Linked DNA regions of Drosophila melanogaster: region 1 is linked to region 2. The links are chromatin contacts, called in public Hi-C maps. All regions are on one chromosome and are shown on one strand. Each heading gives the region's core, a stretch centred on a gene start, on an enhancer-like site or on the middle of the called end of the contact. The rest is flanking DNA. Distances are from core to core; before and after follow the strand shown. Region 1 holds the start of CG2004. Region 2 holds the start of CG12111.

What was found. Hi-C and Micro-C count contacts between places; a contact is called where the count stands out from the background.
Region 1: a Hi-C map of the Kc167 cell line shows a contact between it and region 2, with 2.5 times the contacts expected there. The contact joins the promoter of CG2004 here to the promoter of CG12111 in region 2. A contact is called at or near these places in 3 of 107 Hi-C or Micro-C datasets (the D17-c3 cell line and the Kc167 cell line) and 1 of 6 datasets of contacts at active chromatin or transcription factors (the Kc167 cell line).

Annotation. Positions count from the first base shown.
Region 1 is chrX:8,711,709-8,717,649 of dm6, reverse strand. CG2004 reads left to right here and starts at 2,726. Exons shown (of 3, transcript NM_001272424.2): 1 at 2,726-3,174; 2 at 3,515-4,051; 3 at 4,245-5,178. The coding sequence starts at 3,582. The coding sequence ends at 5,052. CG1785 reads right to left here and starts at 2,714. Exons shown (of 5, transcript NM_132274.3): 1 at 2,494-2,714; 2 at 2,255-2,428; 3 at 1,878-2,198; 4 at 1,399-1,815; 5 at 585-1,336. The coding sequence starts at 2,621. The coding sequence ends at 940. It overlaps Hexo2 (Hexosaminidase 2), which reads right to left. Exons shown (of 3, transcript NM_080342.4): 2 at 5,538-5,941; 3 at 5,172-5,467. The coding sequence ends at 5,286. It overlaps l(1)G0020 (lethal (1) G0020), which reads left to right. Exons shown (of 5, transcript NM_132275.2): 4 at 1-563; 5 at 704-937. The coding sequence ends at 830.
Region 2 is chrX:8,568,673-8,574,303 of dm6, reverse strand. It overlaps CG12111, which reads left to right and starts at 3,356. Exons shown (of 2, transcript NM_001272412.1): 1 at 3,356-3,493; 2 at 3,560-4,096. The coding sequence starts at 3,382. The coding sequence ends at 4,014. Trf4-1 (Topoisomerase related function 4-1) reads right to left here. Exons shown (of 5, transcript NM_001272411.1): 5 at 4,145-5,631. It overlaps spirit (Serine Protease Immune Response Integrator), which reads left to right and starts at 711. Exons shown (of 5, transcript NM_167161.2): 1 at 711-775; 2 at 1,305-1,476; 3 at 1,591-1,845; 4 at 1,997-2,213; 5 at 2,336-3,205. The coding sequence starts at 1,398. The coding sequence ends at 2,966.

The DNA.
Region 1 (5,941 bases), core at 1,477-3,976, 140 kb before region 2:
GATAAGCCAATGCTGGATGTTTACTTCTTGCCGCACGATCTGCAGCGCTTGGAGAGCTACGCCCGCCAGCAGTCCGAGTTTCGTCTAATCATCGATCTGCTCACGGACATTGCCCAGCTGTATTTTCAGGGCAGGATCGATGGTCTGCAGCTTGACCTGGTGCAGCAGGGCATCCTTTTGGCTCTGGGCGTGCAGGGCAAGACTGTGGATGCGTTGGGTCTGGAGCTGAATATGCCGGGTAACCAGTTGTTGGCGAAATTTTTCGATGCCATGAAACGGTGCAATCAGTGCTTCCGGTCGGTACTGGAGGAGCATATCGAAGGCGGCATGCTGCGGGAGGCGGATCTGTCCAAGGGCGAGGAACTGCAACCGCTGACTCTGTCCCTCGACAAGGAGCTGGATCAAACCGCTCAGAAGCTGAGCAAGCAGCAGCGCAAGGAGCTGAAGCGCCTGAAGGCCGAGCAGCTGGACGAATTCCAAATCAAGGGCACCGAAGAGGATTGGTCCAAGGCGCTGGAAACAAACGGAACAGGCGGTGGCAGCGGGCTGCTCTCCGTCAAGAGGTAGGTGCGCCTATTTTTTTTAATAATGTGCTTAATACATAACCACGTTTATTTATTTGTCTCCAGTTTCGTTTTATTATAAACATCACTCAGTTAAAAAAAATATAACTTATTTCGTATTTGCCTCTCTTTCGTTTCAGTGGCGTAAAGCGACTGGATGGACCAATCGAGACGCGTGAGGATGGCGACCTGGCAGCTCCGCTGTCCAAGAAGAAAAAGAAGAACAATCCGAAACAGAGACGCAGTCAGGGCAAGTCCCTGATCTAGAGTTCATAATTTTTTTCGTTTGGGGGGAAAAAGAATGTGGATTTTAATTCTATAGAAAAGTACATATTGTTGTAAGCTCCGTTAAAAATAAAGAGACCTAATAACTGAACTATATCTTGATATTGGCAGTAGCCTTGGCTGCAGCGGCGGCCGCCCTGCGCCGTTCCTTGAGGTCATTATAGCTAACGCCCGGCTCCTTGTGGGAGTTGCGCTCGAAGCGCTTGACCTTGGACTTCTTGCGGCTGACGAGCTTTGTCGTGGGCAACATATTGTTGCGTTGCAGCGTGTGGAAGCGGTCCTTCAGCAGACTGCTCTCAGTCTTCACGTTGCGCAGATTTCCGGCGATATCCTCGGGCAGATTTACGTCTAGGTCTGGCTCCTCGAACTTGTGACGCCCCAGGCGTTTCGGCTCAAACTTGGCCTTCTCGGCGCGCTGCTTGCGGCGCTTCTTTAGATCATTCAGGTCCTCCTCCTCATCGTCTAGCTCGTGGCGAATCGATTTGATGCTGAATGAAGAAACACAATAGAGATTAGAGATGGACCACAACGCCATCAGTTAGAAACTTACCGTATCAGGTCAGCCGTCTGTTGCTTGAGCTTCCTCTTGAGCTCTGTTTGACGCGCCAGCTCCTTTTGCTTGAGCTCGTTGCGGCGAGCCTGCTTGCTCTTCTTTTTGTTCTCCACGGGAGCGTTGATTGTGTGATATGGCTTTTCATCATCGTCCTCCTTTTTCTTCCCATTCGTTTGGACATCCTCATCGAGCTCACTACCCTCCTCCTCGTCCATGCCTTGGCTCATTTCATTTAGGCGACGACGATCTCTCTCCTCGGGCGTCACCTTGGAGAACATGCTGGTGGTCACGCGCTTAAGGTGCTGTTCCTTCTTAATGATGCCCTCCTCGCGTTCCACCACCTGATCAATAAGCGCCTGATGATCCTCGGGTGCGGGATTGTAGCTCATGCCCGGATGCGGGAGTTCGAATTTCCTAAAAGACATATTACAATCAATAATAACCCGACTGCTTAAGGCCCAGCAAAGTGTGCTCACTTGGCTTTGGTGGTTTTGTGGTGCAGACTAGCGTGAGTTTTCACCACCTTCTTGCCAATATTTCCAGCTGTGTGCAGTGCCAGTTCGCGACTGATCCAACCCTTCTCGTCCTTGAGTCCAGGAATCTCGTCGCGAAAATCCACCTCCTGCCAGATGTCCTTCTCGACATCAAGCTTCTTGTTCTTCTTGTCGGCCAGACGCTGTTCCAGTTTTACGTAGTACTGAGCTCGATCGCTGTTGGCCTGGCGATGGCGCGGCTTGGTTGGATTGCACACCTCCAGCTCGATGTTACGTCCGTTCTTCTTCTGGCGCACATGGTTGCTGCAGGGATTTCAAGATAAATGAGATCGCCTGTCAGGGATATGCTGCAAACTCACCGCTTGGCAATGGGATCTTGGACTTTGGATGTGTTCTCCAAAGCCTGGTAACTGCGCATGGGCTTCTTGGCATTCAGCTTCCGCTTTTGCTTCACACTCAGAACGGTGGCCTTGGTCTTCGGGAGGCTGGAGTCCACAACGAACAGATCCTCATCCTGTTTATCCGCGAACGTTCTGTAATAAGCGCAGTACGCAAATGAATGATTCCGGATGGCCACATTGTTTACCCGCTAACTCACCCAACGCGCTCCTCCTGGCGCTGATCTTCGAGGAACTGCTCGACATCCTGGATGTCTGTTTTGCGCCATGCCGATTTGTTCTTCTTCGAGATGCGCTTCTTCTTTGTCGCTGGCTCTACGGCCGTCATTTCTCCGGATTATTTGGAAATTATCAAAGTACAAAAAACAAATGTTGAGCGGCACACGTGCAATCTGCACAGGCTTTCCAGCACGTTTGGCGTCGTTTGCCAACACTGGCAGCTAGTTGCTGTCAGCTGCTTAGAGATGGCAAAAATCAAGTGTGCTAAGCTACAAAACTAGAGTTGGAACTCTATATATAAATATGAATTAAACTATTACTATATGCATTTGGTTTTAATAGCTTGGATTAATTTCTATCAATGGAGCAACAGGAAAGTAGCTTAAAAGCGACGCTAGCTCTTTACCAGCTGGAAACTGGCTTGCGCATCTCTAACCCTGCCTTCACTCGGATTCAAAACACCTGTGTGCGTGCATGTGCCTACATTTGTGTGCGTGACCAACTGAGCTGCTGCTGCTGTGCATTGTAATTCATTTCGAATTTATAGCCACCCGCGATCCGAATCAAAATCAGTAGCACTTGCGACGAGCTGGCGGTCAAAAGGGCAAAACCATAAACGTCACCGAAAACTCACGCACGTGTGTAAAGTGTGAAAAACGCCGGTAAGTGAGAGCAGCGACGTCGACTGCGACGGAGGCGTAGACGCGGCTGACGTGTACCAAACAAAACGCGGTAAACAAACTTGTCCGCTTATTTTTATTTGTATTTGGATACTCTTGCAAAGGGTGTGATCACTTAGACATTCCGAACGATCTAATGTCTATATCCTATAGCTCTTAAGGCAGTATTAATTAATAATTAATTAAAAAGATAATCATATAAATGCGAGGGTATTCAAGCATCAGCAAGCAGCCTGCTCACGTTTTTTTTCCAATTGCTATTTTCTTTTTTTCTATTTTTGTTTTTCACCGATTACGCCGTGTTATCGCCGCGCTGAAATAGTTTAACTCGTTACAAATAGCAGATCGCGATCTCCGGCAGCGACAGACACACTTTGGACACCACCACGATGAGCACCTTTCCCAGCTTCGCGGACATTTCGGCCAAATTCTCGGAGGCGACGCTGGACGAGATCATCCGAAACGCGGGCGGCACCCGGCACACCTCGTACAAATTTGGCCCAAGTGGCAAGAAGGGCGACGCCTATCTGAGCCGTGTCTTCCGCATCACCATCTACGGCGTCAAGGAGGCGGAAGAGGGCCAGGATGAGAAGCAACTAGAGATCAGTGTGATCGTGAAGGCCATGCCCGACAATCTGCACCGTCGGCGACTCTTCCGTTCGGTGATATTCTTCCGCAACGAGATCAACTTCTACACCAAGGTGTTGCCGGCCATCGAGGCATTCCAGAAGTCCCGCCAGCCCGCGCCTAAGAAGCCCTTCGTGGAGTACCCCCGCTGCCTGGCCAGCCTGTGCGATGGCGTCAACGATTTCATCGCCCTGGAGGATGTGGGTCCCAGGGGCTACAGGGCACCTGTACGGTTAGTTTATTCCTCCTCCTCCTCCTCCACCCCTTTCGTATGAAATCAGCTTTCTATAAATAAGTGTAACTACACTATCTGTCGACTTCCCATACAATAGATTATTTCAATATCTACCATTAATACCATTAACCCTTATTGATTATAAATTATACAACTACATTTACTTCAATTACCTTACCTTACCTTGCAGTCAAGACTACATTTCGCTGGAAGATGCCCTGCTGACGATGCGGACCCTGGGTCGTTTCCATGGCGTGGCCCTGGCCTTCAATGCCCTGGATAGCAAGAACTTCGAGAAGGCTGCTGGTTCGCTGGAGGAGACCTACTATGGCGAACACACCCGCGAGTGGTACACGGGCTTCCTCCTGCTGGCGGAGAATGTGGCCACGGACGCCGTCAAGCAGATCTATCCGAATAGCAAATACGAGACTGTGGCCACAAACTTCCTGCAGCCGCCGCTGTTCGATGATCTGATCAATCTGGTGTCCACTCGCTCCAAGTTGAGTGTCTTCGGGCACGGCGATTGCTGGACGCCCAACTTTCTGACCAAGTACAACGAACGGGGACAATCGGAGGAGATCATCATCATTGATTTCCAGTTGGCCAGGTGCTCCTCCTTGGCCCTCGACCTGAGCTTCTTCATCTATTCCTGCACTAGCCAGGAGCTGAGGGAACAGCACTACGATGAGCTGCTCCGCGCCTACCTGGAGAGCGCCCAGGATTTGATTCAGGATCTCGGTGGCAATGCAGAGTCTATCATCTCCTGGGAATCACTGCAAGAGGAGCTAAAGAACTTTGGTCGCTTTGGTTGCGGCATGGGCATCGAATCGCTGCCGATGACGATGATGGAGGACGATGAGGTGGCCGATCTGGATGGAATCAAGGAGAACGCCATTCTCACCGACATCTGGAATATCACACCCTTCAAGGAGTCCGCCAAGCAGCAGCGACTGGCTGATATCTTCAAGCACGCCATCGATCAGGGCTACATTAAGTGAGCTCATTAATTTCTATGATAAAATCGAATTCATATAGTATTGGGTATTTCGTAATTGTAACCCATATAATGTACAAAACGTAACTCCAGATAATTAAAAGCATATTATAAACACATTTTGGATTGGATTAAAAACAGATCTTTATGGGCAATAACTGATGAATAAAATAACATAGTTTGAAAGGTATGTACATGGTATGTGCTGGTGCTAAAACTAGGTTCGGAACGACCGATTTAGAGGCACTGTCCTTCGTGGAGGACGCACCAGTGCGGAATAACTGCATCCGCATGGATTCCGCGCGCCAGGAGTCGCTCCCGGTAGCGGTAGAATCTTCTTTGGGCCAACAGGGCTGAAGACTTTGGATTTGACCACATTCGCTCGGCTGCTGCTCCAGCTCGCGGCCAGATTCGGGATTCTGTAGGGGATTGGATTGGGTTTAATTAAATGGGTTTGGTTCACCGTTTGGTTCCCTAGCGTTTACATACCCAGTGAGTTCTGATCCACATACTCGCTCCACATGCACACCTCACCGCCGAGAACCTGATCCTTGCTGCGACCAACGGGCATGCCACTGGAGTACACGGTGCGCCAGTTGTAGTACGATGTGCTGCCCCAGAAGCCGTGATCCAGGTACCAGGCATTCTTCGTGGACACAATCAGTCGGTAGCCTCGCTGCAATAGCTCCCGATTGAGGGCATCCTGTGACTCCACCCATGTCTGGATTATGAACCGCTCCTTGGGCAGGTAGGTCTCGATGTACCGGGGATTGGTGAGGTGACTGGACCAGATGATCACCGACTTCGGCTCCTTGATGCCCGGATACATACGCTCGTTAATCTCGTCCCATGCATTGAGGTTCCGCTGATGGAATTGCGACCACAGCCGCAGG
Region 2 (5,631 bases), core at 2,107-4,606:
AGATTCGGCTTTCGGTTGCGCGGCCAAAAATGCCAAATGCCGCGCATAGTGTGACCATCCGTCAGTGCAGCGTGAATACCGAAAAGCTCACGCGCTGATGCTCCGGTTACACTACAACAAAAGCTTTTGGTACAAATCGAAGCTTACAACAGCTTTTTAAAACGCAATGAACAAAATATTTACAGAGTATTTACACGACGAGCTTTTTTTTTCAATTGTCAACTAATTGAAAAAAAGCTCGTTGTGTAAATATTTTTGACAACCTCTGTGTATATATACATATGTACATATTTAATATGTTACACATTTTTTGAAAAATAAATAATTGGCGCAATACAGGGCCACTTTGGTTTACATAGCACAGGCAAAACATGTTGCTTCGGAGATTCTAATACACGATATAAACGTATGAAAACAAGCATGAACGAATATAAAGTCCCTTCGGCTTTCCAAGCCTGCTGGATTTATCTTCATCGGAGGTTTCATCTGAGGTGATATGGACGAAGATGGAATGACGAGGCATTTTTTTCCGATTTACACGCAGAAGCAGCACGAGCGTCCTTTTTATAGCATTTTAATATGATTGTACACAGTTCGATCGTCACTATGCGATTGTTTAATCATTATTTAAGCTTTTCAAGACATGTGACCAGATTTTAGTCGCCTTTCAAGCTGAGATTCCGAAAATCAGATACTTTATACTATGGCGCCATTCGCGCAGCCTCACACTGATTGAAAACAAGTAAGCTGATAGCTGGATACGCTGCAAGGCAAAGTATAAAAAACATAAAGTAAACAAATGTAAACAATTCATATAAGCCAAGTTCAATGAGCCAAATCCAAGTAAACAAATGAATTTAGCGGCAGAACCGGTTGTTCTTGCTTATATAATACAATATATTGCTTTCGTTTCGATTCTGGCTGCTATCAAAAAAGCCCAAAACTCGTGTCACAAAAGTCAAGAAGCGACCGAGCAGATAATACAGCTCGGGAATTAAACAAATGCGTATTTTTTTTGTTTGAAATCAATAAATCCAAGTTGGCACGACAATAATCAAAATGTATAATGAACGCGAATAACCTTTATTGTATTTCAAACAGAAAGTACAAATTTATTTTAATGCTTTTAGGAATCTATATGTGCAAAAAAAAAATGCACTATGTTTGCTCTACACTTTCAAGTTTATAGAATTCAAAAAATAAATGCACTTTTGTACTCCCCATCTATATTGTATGTATATTGTGTCGCTTTTCTCACTGTGTGTCCGTTGGCTTTCGGTTAATTGGCACTTGGATGTTGGAAGTTGCCCGGCTGGTTTCTGCTTTCCGATCTGGGATCGCCACTTGTCGAGCTGACCCCACTGCAGTCCGCCGCTGGCGCTGATCAAGAACGGAGGATGAGCATTCGGTCTACCCATTGCATACCCACTCGTGTGTATCTGCACCTTCTGCTGGTGTCGCTACCACTTTTGGCAGGTGAGTACAGGAATATCTGATCGATCAAGGGGTTTTCCCAGCTCAGTCGCGTCGAGTGACTGGCTGACTCACATGTATTTCACATCCATTCAAATGGTACTTTTTTCGTCGAAGTTCACGCCACGCCCGCCATAAGTCCGCAATCGTTGCGCGGCATCATCTTCCCCGTCGAAACCTTCGATGAGTGCCAACTGGAGGACGTGGCGCGGACGAAGGGCACCTGCCGGCGCATGGAGGACTGTCCCAGTGCCCTGAACGGCTGGCTAGAGCGGCGCGAATCGCCCAAGACCTGCTACTTTGTGAGGTTCGACCACTATGTGTGCTGCGCCCCAGCTGTAGCTCCAATTGTCACCCGATCCAGCCAGCAGGGTAAGCTGACCCACCTCAACATATCCATAAATAACAGACATATTGTATTATTGCAAGTATATGTATCATTTGGCCCTAGTTTCGAGCCTTATAATGTGTTGTCATCCATGACTAACCACAGGGTATCCCCTGACGTTTCCATTTCCCCCAGCCTGCAATGAACTGAACAAGGTGTCAAAGGTCAAAGAGATCGACGAGTTCTTCGTGTCGGTGGTGGGCGGCATGCCCACCCGTCCGCGGGAGTTCCCCTTCATGGCCGCATTGGGCTGGCGTTCGAACTTCGATCAGAGGATATACTATCGATGCGGCGGCGCCCTTATCGCCAACAACTTTGTCCTGACCGCAGCCCACTGTGCCGATTTGGGCGGGTAAGTTGGAACGCTAATCTGCATGATTGGCGGTTTTTCCCTGGCAATGGAAATATCCCCTGATATTCGTATGTACATAGATTGTTGAGCTCTCAATCCTAATGTCGCTTCTTCTCTTCCAGTGAGCCACCCAGTCAGGTGCGCCTCGGTGGCGACAATCTAACCCTGACCGAGGGCGAGGATATAAGCATTCGGCGCGTGATCATCCATCCGGATTACAGTGCCAGCACGGCATACAACGATATTGCGCTGCTTGAGCTGGAGACGGCGGCCAAGCCGGAACTGAAGCCCACTTGCATTTGGACGCAGAAGGAGGTGACCAACACGCTGGTCACGGCCATTGGTTATGGGCAGACCAGCTTCGCCGGTCTATCCTCCGCTCAGCTGCTAAAGGTGCCGCTGAAAAGCGTGAGCAACGAGGAGTGCCAGCACCACTACCAAAAGGATCAGCTGGCTCAGGGCGTGCTGGGCACGCAGATGTGCGCCGGCGATATAACCGGCGAGCGGGACACCTGCCAGGGCGATTCCGGCGGACCGCTGCTCATGCAGGACGGCCTGCTTGGCTATGTGGTGGGCATCACATCGCTGGGACAGGGATGCGCCAGTGGACCGCCATCGGTGTACACCAGGGTGTCCAGCTTCGTCGACTGGATCGAGGGCATTGTGTGGCCGGCGCAGCAGGTGACGAACGCACCGCAACCCAACCAGATGACCAGTTTCAGTCCCGAATTCGATCTGCGGGCGACGATCTGAGTTTTGCTTTCGAAAGCTCCATATATATACAGGAATAGATTTACAAAATGATCCAGCAAGAAATTATTTGAATATTTACATACACTATTAGGTAAATCAACAAATTTCAAGAAATATTTATTTTTGAGCTCGTTTAGTGTTTAAAACTTTATTTAAACTTAACCGTAAGCAAAAGCCAACTGCATAATAGCGCATATCGAATAAACTTGCTAACAAAATCAACAATTGAGATTTTAAATAAACAAAACCATATTTATAACTTTTCACTCATGTCCGTTTGTTGGATTGAGTTTCTTGTTTGGAATCATGTTGCTATTTCAGCCGATACCCATTGGATAAACAGCTGCGCAGCATGGATATATAAGTGGCCAGAACCGCAGGAGACGGATACTTGAGCACGAACCGCTGACCACTGATGTACCGCACCGAGACTCTGCTGCTAATCCTGACGAGCGTCGGGATACCGTCACTGGCCTATCTGCCCGATGTGAACATATTCACCAACTACCGCACCGAGGTCTATAATGGTATGTATAATAGGAATTGTTTGTAAAGTGTGGCGGACTAATAAAGAAATCCCACAATATCGCTAGGCATTCCATCGGAGATTGATACCACACCGTTCGTGCGGATCGGGGACAACTATTACTACATCGAGCCCATGAATAAGGTGAATTGGTTTCAGGCGGCCGGCGCCTGTCGCATGATGAACGCCCACTTGGCCTCCATCGAGGATAAGCCGGAAATGGAGGCGCTGATCAAATACATGAAGGCCAAGGGGTTCAAGAACAATGATTACTTTTGGATATCGGGCAATGACCTGGGCACCGAGGGCGCCTTCTATTGGATGTCCAACGGCCGCCCGATGACCTACGCCCCTTGGAACGGGCCCAAGCAAATGCCGGATAACTACGGCGGCAACGAGAACTGCGTCCACATGTTCGCCACCCGGGAGATGATCAACGATGCCAACTGCAAGATCCAGATGCTGTACGTCTGCGAGGCGACGGAACCGAAAACCTTCAAGTTCACCTACATTAAGTGGTAGTTTTCGATTGGTTCTAAAATAAAACCAGCATTACATACATATATTAAAATAAGTTCAATTGAAGTTGGGGCAAAACCGAGTTGTTTTACGAATATTACGAATATTGGTACATATTAAAAACAAAAGTTGTAGTTTTTGCCGGCTTTTATTTGTCGCATCGTTTTGCTTATCGCATCCGTTATTCTCTTTTCGCTAATTATACAATCAGTTAGATTTACGATTTTTGCATACTAAATTGTTACGATTCCGATTCTTACACAGCTATTGAACTCTATCATATACATACATGTATTATCGATCGATTCATTTGATTCACTTGAATTGAATTTAGTTGCGTTAAATGTAGTTAATTAAATTTAATTTAATTTATTAATACCCACTAATATCGCGACGACAAAAAACTGTGTATGTTTCGAGTATATGCATGTGTGTTATATAACAATAACGGCACACGTAATATGAAAGTTGGGAACTGCGAACGGAGCGCAAACTGAAACGAAAACGAAGGACTGAATGGGCAATGATGGACGAAGGATGAAACGATTTCGAATGCATGGAATCCAGTGGGGAAATGGGTTAGTTTTACAGTTAGATCTGCGGCTTACTTGCTAGGCTAGGCGAAAACGTGATCGATATTGAAAAAATCTACGACATAATCTCAACATTCATAGCGAGTATGCATGTAGTGGTGTATTCGTGTGTGTGTGTGTGGGAGTGCTTATGTGCTTACATATGCTCTGGTACACAGTTATGTAGTCTAAGTAGTTGTCGATTTACGATTTACCATTTACGAGTCTTACGTGGCTAGATTGCTAATTCTAAACATTTGTTTGTTCACATTAATCCACAAGTTATGCATATAAATATTGTATATTTATCAATTAGTTAATATTAGTAACTACATACATATAATTCATATAAATATTCAACAGACGAGTGCATAAATTTAATAATTCTTATATGTTACTCTCGCTCGCTCTCTATTTCGTTCCTTATTACTTTATCTCGCTCTATCGCAACCGCTTTCTCATTCTTACTAACGGCTCATTGCCCCGTCTTCCCCAACTTTCTATGCTAACTTTATCGTTAAGTGTCCCTCTCTGTTCGGGTATCTGTGTGGGGGGAGCCTTTGCGCTTGTGTGTGTTTGTGATGTGAGTGAGAAAGTGTGTATGTGTAAGGTGGGCTTCAAAGCTGCCAGCTTGTAGGAGTCGTCGTGCGAAAGGGAGAGCGCACCTTCGGCCTTTGTCAACATTGAACATCGCTTTAATTCACACTAGGCAACAGAAAAAAAAAAGATATTGAACCTAATCTCGATTTTTCTGAAATATCGAGGGTCCTAAATGACGTTTCTCTTTCACACACATTTCGAAAATTAAAAAATTAACTTTAGGTTTTGAACCACTCAAGGTCGATACTTCAGATTCAATACTATGAACTCTTAGCTCACGATTCACAAACAAGCTTAATGTCGCAACAGTTCACAAATACATACATATGATCGAAAGGAAAGCCAAATGAGAAACTATAATAGAAGTTAAATATTAAGACATTAGACATTACAGAACTATACATAAATGATGCAAACAAAAATTGTGCTATCACACCATACAACAGAG